Regions from separate parts of the Sus scrofa genome. Here region 1 is linked to region 2. Evidence: chromatin contacts called from public HiChIP or PLAC-seq data. All regions are on one chromosome and are shown on one strand. Each heading gives the region's core, a stretch centred on a gene start, on an enhancer-like site or on the middle of the called end of the contact. The rest is flanking DNA. Distances are from core to core; before and after follow the strand shown.

Region 1 (5,707 bases), core at 2,276-4,775, 140 kb before region 2:
TTATAGTTGGGTTATTTAAGATACACAATAGGTAGTTTAGAAATAAGGTGGGAAGGGAGTTCCCTTCATGGCTCAGCGCTTAACAAACCCGACTGGGATCCATGAGGATGCGAATTTGATCCCTCTCCTCACTCCTTGGGTTAAAGATCCGTGTTGCCATGAGCTGTGGTGTAGGTTGCAGACGTGGCTTGCCTCACACATGGTTGTGGCTGTGGCGTAGGCCAGTGGCTGTAACTCCTATTTGACCTCTAGCCTGGGAACTTCCACATGCCACAGGTGCAGCCCTAAAAAACACAACAAACAAAAAGGTGGGAAAACTGTACGGGAAAGAAACAAATTTGGCATTGCACCCATGTTGCTGATGAGGAAACTGAGGCTCAGTGAAGAGAAGCAGCTCCCCAAGCTTATACTTCCAGGAAGTGGTGGAGCTGGGCTTTGAACCCAGGCTCCTCTGTCTGGATATCCCTGGCTGCCTCGGCCTGAGGCGTGAAAACCCTGTACTCCCAGCCCAGACCCTTTGGGTGCAGATGCAGTGCTGGGTCTGAGGATTCAACCAGAGCAGATTTTTCAGAGCTTGGGGTCCCAGCCTCTGGCAGGGTAGGGGGTGGGCCAACTCTGCACACCCCCTGCCCCAGTCTTTCCTCTCCATCCCCTGCACTCCTGGCTTACAGCGCTTCTGTCCATCTTCTCCACAGCGCATCACAGCTCGCCGCCAGGTCTCAGCAACAGCTATGCCATCCTGCCCGCCCAGGCCCCAGAAATGCCCCAGCCTCGGCCCTTCCGCCTTGAGTCCCTCGATATCCCCTTCACCAAGGCCAAGCGTAAGAAAAGCAAAAGCAGCTTCGGCAACGAGCTCCTGTGAACACACTGCCTGCGGCTGCCCTGCCTGTGGGCTTCCATGTGACTGCCAGGCCCTCCCAGGGCAGCCCCCACCAGGCCTCCTCCCACCTGCCCCTGGCCGTGACCCGGGCACCTGAGGGGGCCTTTGCCCTGGGAAGACACATTCCCTTCACCGCTACCAAAAGCACCTTCTCTGCCCCGGGCTCTGGCTCTCCACGCCTTGTCAGTGTTTCCAGCTGCCCACCAGTGTTGTTCTGGGCCTCGATGGGCGCAGAAACCTCAGCACCTGCCTTAAGGCCTTCACCAGCAGCCCAACAGAGCGGGCAGCCACTTCCATCTGGAACGAGCTCGACATCTTGGCTTTTGAAATCGGTGCCTCAGTCCACTAGGCCCCACGTGGCGGGAAGCCTGGTGGAATGGGCACAGGATGAGTCCTGGAGCAACTGTTCTGTACTGCCCGCTCCCAGCTGGTCTGCCCAGAGAAGGCCACTTCACATTGAGCTGCCCCAATAAACTGCCTTTTACCCGTGGACTCCCCTTCTCTGATCCTGACAGCATCCCTGGGGCCCCTCGCAGCCACTGCCTGCCCTTCATGGAGAAGCTCTCTGGAGCAGGGGTTCTTAATTACCTGCAGGCCCCAGGGTCTCTGCAACTCCCTGTAATTGTGAGTACAGGTGTATTTTTTTCTGGGGAGAGCATCTGAGCTGTTGTTAGATTCTTAAAGGATCTGTGACCCAGGAAAGCAGAGACCCTGTTTTGGAGAATAGAAGCCATACTTTGCTGACCCCCAGAGACTCAGGTCTTGATAGCCCCCAGGGACTGTGCTGGAACTGTGTGTCCTAACATGGCCAGAAATGAATCCAAGCCACATACCTAGCTCCTTGCCCCTTGTACCCAAGGCCTGCCCTGTGGGAGGGGCCCACAGTCTGAGGGGAAAGGCCTGGCCTTTGGAGCTGTACTAAGGCTCATTTCACCCTGAGCCTTGTCTGTGAAATGGGGATAATACTGACCTCATAGGGTTACTGTGACAGTTAAATGAGATAGTGTATAATGTTCCCGGTACGTAGCAGGTGCTCTGTGTTAGTCGTCCTCTGTCCTTCCCGCAGAATTTTGTATTAATTACTGTGGTACCTGCCACAAGCCACATGCTGGGCCAAGGAGCTCAGGCCCTGGAGAAACTGGGATGGAGGGTGCTAGGTAACTTCGGAGATCAGTCTAAGGGGAGGCAGGCCAGTGCATACTTTGGAGTGAGAGGTCCCAAGATCAGTTCTTTATGGGGAACAGTGTGCCCTTGTGAAGGGAGCAGCATGGGACTACCGTAAAATCTAAGATGATCCCGGGCTTAAGGCGGGAATGTGGGGAGAGGGTTCCTGGGAGAAGAGGCTGCATGAACAAAGGGCAGGAGGTGGGGAAGCTCAGGGTATATGAAAGGAGGAGACCTGTTCCATGGAAGTCCCTGAGCAGGGACAGAGAGGGTAAGGCTGCCAAGATGAGTTTAGGTGGAAACTGTTCAGCCAGCTCTGAGCTAGAGGTAGATTGATGTGGCATCGTGTGCAGAAAGGCAGGAGGGCTGGGCTGCAGGGCAGGAGTTAGGGGCAGCCAGTGGGGATAGAGGTAGAATCCATTAAGGAGATGCACAGAGGGAGGTTTTGATGTTCTTGGCTTGGTGGACCAGTGTAAAAGGTCAGAAAAGGATGGCTGCCTTCTTTCTCCACAGTTACCTTCGTCATCTGCCCCAGGATCGTGGTTGGAACACTGAGAATAGTTGAAGTCTTGGAGATACTTGTGGTAGCTTTTATTTAGACCCATGGTGGTACTGAGGCAGTGAGCTGGAGGCCCCTGTGTCAGTTTAGAAGGAATGGGAGCCAGCAGTGCTGAGTAGAGGCTCAGCCTGACTCTGCATTAAGCGCTTCAAAACTCGCCCTAGTCCTCCCAAGAGCCTAGGCTGTCCCAGAGGTGGGCCTCGCCATTTCTATTGCCGGCCTAGGACCGTGGCCTGGAGACAAAGTGAAATGTCCAGATAACAGGCCTAGTGAGACATGGGGCTTGGAGATGAACTGAGCTAGAGCAATCTGCCAGACTGCCTCCAGCGTACGCCACCGGGCTGGGTAGGACAGGCTAGTGCCAAGGCCCGGTGAGCAGCGGGACAAAGTTCCCCCATCCCCCAGTGGCTGAACTTTTTCCAGCCACTACCTTCCTGGAGATAGTGGAGGTGGGGCATGGCTCCTAGTCCTGGGCCAGTGAAGACCGAGGAGGTGGCCCGCGGTGGGCCAGCCACCGCTCCAGAACGCTTGGGCCCAGACCTGGGCCAATAGGATGAAGAGGCGGGATCCGGCCCAAACTCGGCGGGAAGCGGGCTCTGGGCTCCCGAAGGAGGCCAGGGTGGGCGGAGCCAAAGGGCTCTCGACTCTGTTGATTGGCCACGGCAGCAGAGCTGTCTCTCTAGGATTGAGCCTTTTCTTTTCGGGGGGGCGGACCCGCGCGCCCCTTCCGCCAATAGCACTCGGAGAACCCACCTCCTACTGGGCACTTCCGGCCTTGCACCCCTCCACTCGCTGTCCGAGCAGCAGCTCCATAGGCCCAGCCCCGGCGTACAAGGATCACTTCCGGTGGTACTTCACTACCAAGAGCTGCGATTGGGCGACCGTGGAAGGGGCATTTCCGGTGTCCAGGTGCTTGGGTTCTTTGGCAGAAGTAGGAAGATGGAGCTCGGCGCCGCGGCCGTGCTTGGTCGCTCTTGTGGCTGCTGCTTCCCTTGCTTGGCCTGGTCGGCGCCAGCGGTCCCCGTACCTTAGTGCTTCTGGACAACCTCAACCTGCGGGAGACGCATTCACTTTTCTTCCGGAGCCTAAAGGGTGAGATTGGGGCCCGAGGCGGTGGCAGGTGGAAAGTCTGGGGATGGAAAGGTACCCAAGCCCGAGGACGCTGGCCACCCTCCTTCCCCCTGGTTTTCCACGAGCTGGCCGCCCGAGTCTGACCTGCCGCTAGTGGGGCGGGAGGGAGGGTGTGGGGGAGCACGCTCATGTTTTTTGCGGCAGTGGTTTACCTTTGCGACCCGTCTGCCTCAGCTCTCTGTTTTCTTTTGCAGATCGGGGCTTCGTACTCACATTCAAGACCGCAGATGACCCCAGCCTGTCCCTCATTAAGTACGGAGAGTTCCTCTATGACAATCTCATCGTCTTTTCACCTTCGGTAGAAGGTAAGGGCTGCGAGTCGTTCTCAGAACTGGGGTTCGAGGCCCAGGACTGGACCTTGGGCATCTTCTGGGATGGGATGGGTAACCAGACCTGGGCGCTGCTGCTACCAGAGAGGAGAAAGTGTTAACTTCTAACCTGGGCTTAGGAGAGGACATCTCTTTCTCGAAAGATACAGCTGAGGATTGTGGAATCACGTGTTGTTGCAGATCGTAGAACTCCCTGCTCTGCTACTCTGAGAAGGGAGTTTTCGCTGTTAAAGGACTCTGCCTGTGTGGAAAGAGGAAAGGGCATGTTCTAAATGGGATTTGCTGTAAAGAGATAAGTTGGTGGTAACTTGATTCTAAGAATTCAGATGGGATCTTAGGCTGAAAAGAACCTTTAGTGATTATCTAGTGCAACCTCCTATTTGAGGCTGTGGGGTTTTGTCCAGGGCTGGGCTAGTTGTTGAGTGGAATGAACATCTTCACCAGATTTTTCCATTGACATTGCTGTGAGAGAGCTCACTCTCTTATGAGGCAGCCTGCTCCACCACTGGATACTCTGTTAAGAAGTTCTTATATTAAGCTGAAGTTTTTCTCCCACTTCCCGCTGTTTTTGTTTTTGTTTTTGTTTTTGGCTGCTCCTGTGGTATGTGGAAGTGCCCAGGCCAGGGATCGCAGATTGAACCTGCACCATAGTGCAGTGGAAGTATGGGATCCTTAACATGCTGCACCACAAGAGAACCCCCCTATCCCGCCTCGCTGTGTTTATTTGGGTGGGTGAGAGGGGAGGGAAAGGGTTTCTTATACTCCCCAGGGCCTTAGAGAATAGGTCTAATGCTTATTTTGTTTATAACCATAGCCTTTGCCTAATCATGGCTTATTCTCTTGTTTCTTCTTCAGACTAAATATCCCCAGTTCCTTGGTCTGTTCCTCTTTTGCTGTGCTTTTTTTTTTTTTTTTTTCCTTGTCTTGTCTTTTTGCCTATTTTCTAGGGCCACTCCCGTGGCATATGGAGGTTCCCAGGCTAGGGGTCTAATCGGAACTGTAGCCACCGGCCTACACCAGAGCCACAGCAACGCAGGATCCGAGCCACGTCTGAAACCTACACCACAGCTCACAACAATGCCAGATCCTTAACCCACTGAGCAAGGCCAGGGATGGAACCCGCAACCTCATGGTTCCTAGTTGGATTCGTTAACCACTGAGCCACGATGGGAACTCCTTGTGCTGTTTTGGTGAGCATTCTAGTTGTTCTCTTTAGTGGGTTTTTTTTTTTTTTTTTTTGTCTTTTTTGTCTTTTTTTTGTCTCTTTAGCACTGCATCTGTGGCATATGGAGGTTCCCAGGCTAGGGGTCCAACCGGAGCTGTAGCCGCTGGCCTATGCCACAGCAACGCACGATTTGTGCCAAGTCTGCAGCCTACATCAGAGCTCACGGCAACTTCGGATCTTTAACCCACTGAGCGAGGCCAGGGATCGAACCCTTGTCCTCTTGGATGCTAGTCGGGTTTGCTAACCGCTGAGCCACAACAGGAACTCCCTCTTCTGTAGTGGTTTTGATTTTATTTTTTTCTCAGAGTACACACATTGTCCATGCGTGGGGTAAGGACTGTTATCGCTTCCTTCAATTGCTGAAGCTTAGGAAGTCTTTCTCTTTATTGTGTATCTATTTTATTCTCTGTAATTTGTGG
Region 2 (5,403 bases), core at 1,251-3,750:
TAAGCAACAAGGATATACTATATAGCACAGGGTACTATAGCCATTATCTTGTAATGACATATAAGGGAGTATAATCTGCAAAAATATGGGATCACTATGCTGTACACTTGAAATGACATTATAAATCAACTACGCTAAATTTAAACAACAACAAAAAACCTGTCTCTTTTAAGAATGAAGATCTTTAAAAAAAAATTTTTTTTTGGTCTTTTTAGGGGCCCACCTGCAGCCCTAAAAAGAAAGTTCCCAGGCTAGAGGTTGAATTGGAGCTGCAGCTGCCATCCTAATCACAGCCACAGCAATGCTGGATCTGAGCCTTGTCTGTGGCCTATACCACAGCTCAAGGCAATGCTGGATCTTTAACCTACTGGATACTAGTTTGTTCTTAACCCACTGAGCCACAAGGGTAACTCCACATTCTCCTTCTTTTTGAGAGTGAATGAGATCATACTCAGTTTTGCAGTTTGCTTTTTCTCTTTGCTGTGTTCACATTACATGTGTATTAAAGCTTTGTTTAGCCAATTGACTATCGATAAAAGGTTGTTTTCATTCTTTTGTTATTAAAATAATGCAATTTATAATGTATATTTGTCATATTCACATGTGTATTCACATAGGAAGATTTTCTAGAAGTAGCATTGCTCAGTCAATGGGTGTGAGCACTTTTAATCTTGATCAGCATTGCCTAATCGTTCTCCATAAAGGAGTCTGTCCTTTGCCAACAGAATGTGTTATCAAACTTTTTGACAAGTTTCATTAAAAAAATAGATGTCATTTTATGACATAATGCCATTTGCAGCAACATGGATGGAACTAGAGAATCTCATCCTGAGTGAAATGAGCCAGAAAGACAAAGACAAATACCATATGATATCACTTATAACTGGAATCTAATATCCAGCACAAATGAACATCTCAGAAAAGAAAATCATGGACTTGGAGAAGAGACTTGTGGCTGCCTGATGGGAGGGGGAGGGAGTGGGAGGGATCGGGAGCTTGGGCTTTTCAGACACAACTTAGAATAGATTTACAAGGAGATCCTGCTGAATAGCATTGAGAACTTTGTCTAGATACTCATGTTGCAACAGAACAAAGGGTGGGGAAAAATGTAATTGTAATGTATACATGTAAGGATAACCTGATCCCCTTGCTATACAGTGGGAAAAAAAAAATAGATGTCATTTTAAATGTATATGGGTAGCAAATCCATGATCATTCTTTGGTTTGAAAATCATGAAAAGAATATGAGGGTGTTGACAATCTTGAAATTCTAACACTATGTTTATAGAGTGTAATTTTTCTTTTTCTTTTTTGCTTTTTAGGGCTGCATCTGCAGCACATGGAGGTTCCCAGGCTAGGGGTCCAATCAGAGTTGTAGCCGCCAGCCTATGCCATAGCCACAGCAATGCAGCATCCAAGCCTCATCTGGGACCTACACCACAACTCACAGCAATGCCAGATCCTTAACCCTCTGAGCGAGGCCAGGGATGACCTCATGGTTCCTAGTAGGATTCTTTTCCGCTGTGCCACGACGGGAATTCCACAGAGTGTTAATTTTTCTTTGACTTCTAGTATAATCTAGGAATGGGGTAGGAAAATGTCGTAGATAGCCAGCTGCTTTAATAGAGAGATTTTACTTTTGTGGAGCAATTTACAGCGTTTAGACGCATGCAGTTTACCTACATTGATTTTGGCCCATAGGTGCATTACTATATTTTCAATTTAAAGTGTAACTTGTAGGAGACAGCTGAATGAACTTTGGGGGTTGATAGTTTTGGATAAAATTTTGGGTATCTTTAGAAAGGAGATCACTATAGAGGTCAGAAAACAGTTTGAAATCTGCTCTATAGCTGTGTTTTGAGTATTAAATAGTATGATGTTTGTAAAATTTTTTGTCACAGTAACACAAGATAGGTACTCAATAGCTGTCGCAGTAATTATTAGTTTATAAAAATGTTTTTATATGTGATGATGGCAGATTAAGGACCTGCTTTGGAGATATAACCTGACCTTTAGGAGGTAACAGCCCTGCGGCTGGTAAATTCCTCTCTAGCATTCATTAGCGGTGTGATTTTGGGCACACCCCCTAACCTCTCTGGCCTTAGTCTTCTCATCTGTAAAGTGGAAGAATAAAAGCGAAGACTCAAGTTTTGCCCTGAGGCTTAAATGTGTAAAACTCCTAAGAGCTTACTAGATGTCAATCACCAATTCTCTTTCTTCTCAATCCAATAGCGGTGACAGAGAACCATCCATCAAACAACACAATTACCCCAGAAAATGAGAAAGCCTGAGATGGGGGCAATGCGTGCGATGCAATTATGGCCATGTGCCGCGCCCCACTCAGCTTTCCAAAACCGTCCCCCACTCGCTTGGGCGGAAACCCAACCCCAGCACGGGCAGCTGAAGCCCACAGATGACCCTGGTAACACCGCCTTCAGGACTGCTCTGCCCCGCCCACTTCCGGTTCCGACGGCGCGTCATCGCCAGGCGACCCAATGCTGGTTTCCGGGAAGGACCGCGGAGGGGGTGCGGTTCCGGGTGGAGGCGGGTGGTGGCGGCAGGCGGCAGGCGGCGGGTGACGGTCGCGGAGCCAGCCCTCCGCGGCGTCCCCGTCTGCACCCAGGGCTCGGCTCAGCCATGGAGAGCGGGGGGCGGCCCTCTCTAGGCCAGTTCATCCTCCTAGGCACCAGCTCTGTCGTCACCGCCGTCCTGTACTCCGTGTACCGGCAGAAGGCCCAGGTCGCCCAAGAGCTCAAGGTCAGTGCTGGAGCCCTCCTGGCCTCAGCCGGTCCTCTTGCCCAGGGTAATGGTGAGCCCCTAATTCGCCATGGGCCACACCACCCTCGGAAACGATCCAAGAGAGGAAACAGGCTCTGAGAGGTTATCTACCCGGCCAGTAGACGGAGGAGCTGGGATCAGAATTCGGGTCTGGTGATAACTGCTTCGCTGCCCGTCTCAAATTCTTCTCCTTACTCAGATTGAATCCTGACAGCGTTACTTTATTCGACAAGTCTTTATTGAACACCTGCCATGCTCCAGGCACTGAGATTAGCGAGTGGATTAGAGCAGAGAGAAGTCCCTGCCTTCTTGGAGATTACATTCTAGTCCATCCAGATAGACAGTAAACAAGTCAGTCAGGTGGTGTATCACATGGGGATAAATTATGCGGGAAAGAGAGAAAGTGGAATGCTGGAGAAAGGGAGGTTTGCTATTTTAAAGAGGGTGACCTTTGAGCAGGGCCCAGGAGAATCTGAGAGGGGTGGTGCAGATGTCCGGGGAAGAGCGGTTCACAGAGGAAACAGCATGGGCAGAAGCCCTAGGCTTTACCCATTTATATAACCATTCAGCTCCTTGTTTCTACAGACTCTTCCTTTTTATATTATAGCCATTTAAAAAATACCATTTACTTTCCCCGAGCTGCACTTTACAACTTGCACGACAAGTCCATCTTGTTTTAGTCTTTCTTCACAGTGATATCTTGAAGTAGATAAAATGACATCCTCGGATTGCAAATCAAGAAGCTGAAGCGCTGAGGAAAGGCCTATACAGCTAGTTAGCTTGGAACTTAAACTTAGGTCTTTGGATTCTGAGTGTAGGTTTTTTTTTTTTTGTCTGGTTGACCCCTTTGCTCTATTGTGAAAGAGCAGCTCATGAGAGATGAACCTCATTAGGTCAGAGGCAGGATCTTATTTATCCTTCTTTCTTTCTAGGTTCTAAGCCAATGCTTGGCAAATTGTAGATGCTTGATAAATATGTGTGGATTTATTTTGACTGAGATTTCATAATACAACAGGGCTTGATTTGACATTGATTTGAAAGACAGGTTCCTAAACATGGCTAGTTTTATCATCATCAGATTGTTTTCATATACAACCTTAGAAACAAGCTAAGAAACAAGTGTGTGAAATCCTTGTTGCAAAGAGTTTTGGAATCTGCCTGGAATGAACCTAGTTACCAAGGAACTGAATTAGTGGTGTGAATGACAGCCTGGTGAGCTGCCCTCTTGTTTGCTTAATAAGTTAATCTTGAAGTGATTGGCTCTGAGTGTAACTGATACTTCACTTTGAGATTCTGAATCAGAAATCAACTTGGCGAGTTTGCTTGTGGTGCAGCGGGTTAAAGATCTGGCCTTGTTACTGCAGCAGCCTGGGTCACTGCTGTGGTGCAGGTTTGATTCTTGGCCTGGGAACGTCCACATGCCACAGGTGCAGCAAAAAAAAAAAAAAAAAAAAGAAAAGAAAAAAGGCAAGTTGGCATCAGGTTGGCTGGAGGTGGCTGCCAGATTTCGGCTTCTGTGTGCTGGTGTTGAATTGAAACTCAGAAACAATAAAGGAGAAAAATACAACTTTATTGCTTTGCCAGGCAAAGGAGGGTCAAAGGCTAATGCTGTAAAGTCTGTGCCCATTAGAATTGCAAGGAGTTTTATAGTAAAAAGGAGAAAAACAGGTTTTCAGATAGGAATCAGAATTGGGACAAACGTGCATTTTTTCTCTGGAGGAATCTTAGTCATGAAAGCTGGAGTTAGGAGATCTCCGTGTGAGCATGATGATGGTCTTCTGGTTATTGCCCAGAATAACAGTAGTTGCAAAAAGGGCATATTGATCAGCGATGAGAGCAAACTAGGAAAGTTCTTGAAAAATACCATGTGCTAACAATCTTTAACCCACAGGCAATTATGCTCAGGGCGCCTAATCTTTAGCTTACAGGTGATTGTGTTTAGGGTGCAATTAAATCAGAAGGACAAGGAAGGACTCTAAGCTATTGAGTTTTAAAATTTTCATTTCTAAAAGAAGCATGAGGAATATAACTTTTCTCTTAAGTGTATAAGTTGCCTATATTATTACGTGTATTCTTTGAGAGGGAACCAGGATCCTGCCCAAGGCTGTACTATTGCTGCTTGACTGTTCCTCCCTTGTCTTTGCATCCCCTTCCTTCCCTGATCAGCAACTGTCTGCACCTGCCCCTTGGAACTCAGGGAAGGTCATGGTGGCTGATGTCCATTTCATAAGAACAAGAAATGGGGGACGCAAATAAGCTTTTGCGCCCAGGAGCCCCACAGGGCTGTGCTTGGTTTCAGAGGTGGCGTCCTTTAAAACAGTGAACGCTCCAGGACCTATCTTTGGATGACCTTCAGAGCTTTGCCAGTTTGTTCCTCAATGAGGATGAAATGAGGATGCTCTTTCCTAGAAGAGCAGTTGGGATCCCTGATATTGTAGATTCTATTTTCTTGATTATATTATAAAACTTGCAGAGTAGGATTTGTATCTTATCCTTTTGCGTCTCTCCTAGTGATGGGAATGCAGATACATTGCCTGCCTATGGTGTGCCAGCTCCTGGTAGTGAGTCTTTCACATCTTAAGTTTCATTTAATCCCGTCAACTTAAAAAAAAAAAACAAAAAACA

What was found. HiChIP or PLAC-seq counts read pairs in DNA pulled down with a chosen protein or histone mark.
Region 1: a contact with region 2 is called in an H3K27ac HiChIP or PLAC-seq map of alveolar macrophages. The contact joins the promoter of DDOST here to the promoter of MUL1 in region 2. A contact is called at or near these places in 2 of 47 Hi-C or Micro-C datasets (epiblast stem cells and liver) and 1 of 2 datasets of contacts at active chromatin or transcription factors (alveolar macrophages).

Annotation. Positions count from the first base shown.
Region 1 is chr6:78,893,538-78,899,244 of Sscrofa11.1, reverse strand. It overlaps DDOST (dolichyl-diphosphooligosaccharide--protein glycosyltransferase non-catalytic subunit), which reads left to right and starts at 3,525. Exons shown (of 12, transcript NM_214188.1): 1 at 3,525-3,561; 2 at 3,564-3,695; 3 at 3,929-4,039. The coding sequence starts at 3,543.
Region 2 is chr6:78,755,918-78,761,320 of Sscrofa11.1, reverse strand. It overlaps MUL1 (mitochondrial ubiquitin ligase activator of NFKB 1), which reads left to right and starts at 2,500. Exons shown (of 5, transcript XM_003356176.5): 1 at 2,500-2,757. The coding sequence starts at 2,638.